Linked DNA regions of Columba livia: region 1 is linked to region 2. A link is a contact called in public Hi-C data. All regions are on one chromosome and are shown on one strand. Each heading gives the region's core, a stretch centred on a gene start, on an enhancer-like site or on the middle of the called end of the contact. The rest is flanking DNA. Distances are from core to core; before and after follow the strand shown.

Region 1 (2,700 bases), core at 7-2,506, 120 kb before region 2:
AAATTAAGTAATAAAATAATAGAATATACAAAATAAGTGATGTACAATGCAATTGCTCACCACCCACTGACCAATGTTCAGGCCATCCCCAGGCAGTGACTGCCCCCGGCCAGCTTCTCCCAAGTTTATACACATGACATCGTGTGGTATGGAATATCCCTTTGGTCAGTTTGGGTCAGCTGTCCTGGCTGTGTCCCCTCCCAGCTTCCAGTACACCCTCTGCCTTCTTGCTGGTAGGCCAGCAGGAGAAGCTGAGAAGTACTTGACCACTTAACGACAACTGAAACATCACTGTGTTAACAACATTATCCTTATTCTATATCCAAAACACAGCACTATACCAGCTACTATGAAGAAAATTAACCCTATGCCAGATGAAACCAGGACACAGAATTAGTGCAAAACCCCAGCTGTTGCTAAAGTTGCACCTAGGATTCACCAAAATTCATGCAGTTTAATAAATTAGTGTTTTACACAGTGGTAGAGACTACATTTGCATGGAGAGATTATATTTGCTTGGGGGTTATATAAACTCAGTGTCTACAGCTAGACTGTTCCACACCATCTGAATTGTGAGGGATGCAACTTTTAGGCAGATTCAACATGCATAAATGGTGTCACTGAAGTCCAAAGTTTCTCAAAGACTGTACATCAGAGATACAGCTTGCCTTATTATTTTTTTTTTCTCTCCTTAAACTAAAGGGCCTATTATAATAAAAAATGCTTTTGGATAGATATAATCCAAATTTAAATGAAGATCAAGTAGCACAGCAGAGTTCTGCATTTTAGCATCTGTTGCATTGGCTCTCCCTTGCCCAGTGACAGAGCTGTATCAGAAATAATTCCGAACTGTCCTCTAGCACTGTTTTCACTGTTTACTTATTTCACCATTACTGTGTTTGGCTCACTTCCATGCTTCAGCCCAGGAATAATGTTCAGAGACAGCTATATTGCAGTAAATGTTTTACAGTTGATGTAAAGGCAGATTATTTAGGGATGGCAATGTTCTGGGCTTTTTTTGTTTGTTTGTGTGTTTGTTTTTATTTCACAGGTGCAGAAGTACTGGGAGATACTAGTTTATGGCTTTATAAATACCACAGAGAGACAGAAGGGTAAGAAACAACCTCACATTTGTGATTCCCTAGTGGGACTATTATGAAGTAACCCCTAACCTTCTCAGGCTCCAAGGTGGCGATGGCTTCCCAGGCAGCAAAGGCAGCATGACAACAACAGCCCAGACTATTCCTGTCCCTGACAGACTGCTCTGCTGCCAGTTCCAGCTACTCAGGTCCTCATGATGCCAACGGCAAAGGCCACAAGTAGCTTGCAGTCTGGCTGTTCTCAGCATTCAGAGCTTTTTGTGGCTTTATGTGTTTTTTTTTATTATGTTGCATTTAATTTTCTCTGATTTTCACTTCTCCTATTTCTTCTTCTTCCTTCTTGCATTTACTTCTCCTTCCTACATCCGTCCATGCTGGTTTTAACTCCCTGATGCAGTACCTTGGTATGCAGTGGCATTTAACAGCCTTTTTCACCCCTCGGTTTTGAATTGATTCCTCCTTCAATGCAACCCCCTATTCACAACGTAGCAGCTGCAAACCCTGCATCACCCTGGGGCTAGGAAGATAGACATTCTCCTCCGAGGCTGAATAATCAGCCAATGGGGAATGTGAAAGCTCCCTGAAAAATGCCAGCTTCTCCCGGGAGGCTTTGTAATGCTTAAAAGCCTTAGTTTGCCTGAGGAAGCAAAGCCTCAAGGTCGCTCCCAAACCTGGATCCCCACAAAGCAGAGTATTGTGCACACCCCCAGCCCATCTAATCAGGTCAGGGCTTTTACTTATCCATGAAAACACAACAGTTCAGGATGTGGCTTTAAATCTCTCCTATCACCAAACATCATGTGAAGGCTCACCTACAGTAAGAAATCTTGATTTGTGGGGCAGCATGGAAAGAGAGTGGTTAAATAAGGAGTCATCTTCATTTCTCCATTATGTAGGAACTGTGTCTTCTGCTTTCTGTGGCCAGCTCCAGGCATTTAATTCTGTGATCTCTGTCATTCTCCCTCCTTCTACTGCTGCAACTATACTAGCAAGGAAGCCACGGCTGTAAAATACCGGTTTAGCAATATGGCATCCCAGGGTGGGGGTAGGGGGGAGGGGGAGGGAACAGCTAAACAGAGTGATTCCTCAGAGCAAACTGCTTTTATGAATTCCCATGTTGATGTTATTTATGTTCCCATCTGTTTAAGAAGTGTTACCATACTGGGATAATATCACAGCATTTATTCAACTCCCCACAAAAGAATATCCAGAAATATGACATAGAAAAAGTATGTTTTTAAATACATTTTCCTTCCAAAGGCCTGTTCCTGTACTTCCTTTGAAGGTAAAATGAAGAAAAGCTTACAAAAATAAAGGTCTTGTTAAGGTGAAATGTAGGTATTGCATACACTGAATAGAAAATTCATGTTTGTTTAGCTCTTAACAGTCTACAACAAAGCAATCCGTCTATTAAATCTTTGAAGCCAGATCATAATCCCTCTTTCACTCTGTTTTCGTCTTTTTATTGTGAATTGGTTTAGAACTTGCAGTTTTGACATATAATGCACACTCATATTGCCCTATTGCAGTATCTGAATCAATAGATTCTGGACAATTTGTATGCTAATCAGATTCTCTAATGCACAAGAAACCTAATGGG
Region 2 (2,700 bases), core at 120-2,619:
TTGAGTTTTTATTTCCACAGTTGCTTCACAAAACTTTAATCATTCAAGCTGAAACATACAGGCATACCGGTTTTTTGGTCTGTGGTTTTGTTTTTTTTTTTTTTAATGTCTTAGGTACAATATATCAGTCCTTTCCAACAATAAATTTTAGAAGAACTGATGTCTTTCTTTTTCTCTCTTTTTTTTTTTTTTTTCCTGATTGAACAATGAAACCATGCTCTTATGTTGCAAATAAATTCACGTCCCTGGCTTTTCGGACAAGGGCTTTAAGTGTCTGAGACATGCCACTTGCTGTCATCAGGGTTAACCAAACAGGACCAAGTTAAGGGCCTTTAGAAAAATCTCAGTTTTCACATGCTCTGTCAGGGCTCATTAGCGTTTGGCAGATGACTACTTTGAGGAGTTCATCCGCGCCGAACGGGCTGCAGCAGCACAAGAGCTTTTCCCACCGCTCACGCTGCCGGCCGCAAAGCTGGAGGGGAGGCTGGATCTTCACCCCTCCGCTCGGGAGCGGCAGCCTCGCCACCCTCGGGGGCCGGGGGCGACGCCCGGCTCTGCCCCGCTGTCGGTGCCCTTTCCCCCGGAGAGGCGAGCAACCCCAGGGAGGGCACGGCGGGGAGCGGCGGCCAGAGGGAAAGGGCAATGACTCAACACGGACGCGCAACAGCCCGTGTACACAGTCGCCTTTTACTTTTTTTTTTTGGTATAATGTACAGAAAAGCACTTGTACCAAGCGTCCCGTGCTGCGGCGTGGTGGGCACCTGCTCATTTTATTGAGTATCTTAAAGTCTCCAAAGTCACGTCTAGCCCACCGGTTCGCGTCTTCCCGATTCATCTGTCCCTTGCGCGATCGCAACGAAAGTTAAGGAATCATTTTTTCACCTCCTGTGGGATCCCGAAAACCCTTTTTCTTTACCGCCGCTCCCTTCCCGGTTACTGAAACGCGGTAGGGAGGCAGCCGCCGCCGGGCAACCGCACCGCACAGCGAGGGGCCGGGCCCCGGGGGCTCTCCCGCAGCGCATCCCAGAGCCCCACCACCTTTACCTTGATGCCCTGCTGCTGGGTGGTCAGGGTGAGCTTGGACTCGTCCAGGAGCAAAACTTCGCAGTAAAATTCCTCCGGGACCGCGCAGAAACAGCCCATACCTGCTGCGATAGCCGGGGACGGGGCGAGGAGGCGGGAAGAGCCTCAAGCGGCGGCGGAGAGGGGCTGAGGCGCAGCCGGGTCTGGGCCGCGCCCGGCTCCGCACCCGGTTCCGCGTCCCGCCGCAGCGTTGCAGAGCGGCGTGTGCTAGGGCGCAGCACCCAGCCCCACGGTGCGGCCCTCAGCCGCCATCCCGCGGAAGAGCCTGGACGAAAGGTGCCGGGCGCTCCCTGTGGGAAAGAGGGAGGAAAAAAACCGGCGGCTTTTTAGGAAGGAGCTCAGGGCGCAGCCCTCGCCCGCGGCGGGCTGTCACAGAGCTCCCCGCTGCTGCCGCCTCGGGGTGGTACCGAGCCTCTCACCCGCCCCCGTCCCGTCCCCCGCCCCGTCCGCGCACGTTTCCGCGCCTCCCCTTTGTGTGGAGGAGCGGGCGCCGGGGAGCTTTCTCCGCCGCCGGTGCCGGAGAGGGATTCCCTGCCCGGCGACCATGTTACCCCTTGGCCGCGGACCCTGCTAGCGGAGTGGGGCGGCGGCAGTGCCCGGCGGACGCGGGGCTGGCGTCCCCCGGCTGCCCTCGGCCATGTAGGGAGGGCGCCGGCAGCCGCTCGCCTCCTCCCCCGGCAGGGGCGGAGGGATGGCGGGAGAACCGCCGGGCGCTGCGAGCGATCCAGCCGCCGGGCAGCCGCCGGCCGCCTCCTGCCGGCCGCCGCACTGGGCTCCCCCCGGGCGGACGGCGGCGGAGGGGGGCGGCTTTGAGACGGAGGCCGGCAGACGGCACCTGCCCGGCGAGGAGCCGCCGCCGCCTATGGGCTGACTGCTCCGCGCCCGCCCGACAGCTACACCGTCCGCGACTCAGAACGCGGACCGGCTCGCGGCACCGTGCCTCATCTCACGGTACCCCACCGGCATCCCAGGTCGGGAGTCGGATCCTCGCTGCCCTTTCCCGGGACTCAGCCGTGCCGGTTGCCGGCAGTGGGGCGGGGGCGCTGGTCCCGGTCCTGGTCCTGGTGCCGTCCGCCCTCCTCGGGCTTCCCCCGCCGGCCCCTGCCCCCGCTGCCCTTCCCGGCTGCCACACTGACCCCTGCGGGGCCGCGCTGTCCCGTGGACCGGCGGCGGGTTGGTCTGGGTGGTGCCCCGCCGGGCTCGGCGGTGCTGCCCGAAGGGTGTCCGGTGAGGGAGCGAGTTTTGTCCCGCTGCTTCCCGGCAACGGCTTCGGGAGACACCGATGGAGGGGCTGATTTTAAAAGCAGCCATGTCCCGAAATGTTTCCTCCAATGTGCTGTTAAATACTGAACTTGCTACAGATATATTTAATTTAAAAACCAACAGCCCTGTATTATTAAAAAAAATATATATAGAACACAGAAAAACTTGCAACCACCTTTGCAGTTGCTGTCTGTAGTTTCTGGAGCACACACCAGTCCACCTTTGTAATTCGTTGCTGTACACATCTATATTCTATGATTTTTCCCCCTCAGGCAGAAAGCTGAGTCCTGATCCCACAGATGGCTGTGCATTTGCTTAAGTTTTCATGAATGTGTTGCCCTATTGAAGATCATA

What was found. A called contact is a pair of places that touch in the nucleus more often than the background predicts.
Region 1: a contact with region 2 is called in a Hi-C map of liver, with 5 times the contacts expected there. The contact joins the enhancer-like site here to the promoter of EPB41L4A in region 2. A contact is called at or near these places in 2 of 2 Hi-C or Micro-C datasets (crop and liver).

The regions. Positions count from the first base shown.
Region 1 is chrZ:36,677,582-36,680,281 of bColLiv1.pat.W.v2, reverse strand. The region is part of intron 18 of EPB41L4A (erythrocyte membrane protein band 4.1 like 4A); the gene reads right to left. Among named protein-coding and RNA genes, the nearest start is that of EPB41L4A, 120 kb to the right of the region's middle. Within about 2 kb of position 1,256, at least 1 of the 3 cell types and tissues checked has an H3K27ac peak away from gene starts, as active enhancers do.
Region 2 is chrZ:36,554,360-36,557,059 of bColLiv1.pat.W.v2, reverse strand. EPB41L4A (erythrocyte membrane protein band 4.1 like 4A) reads right to left here and starts at 1,369. Exons shown (of 23, transcript XM_065045412.1): 1 at 1,045-1,369. The coding sequence starts at 1,143.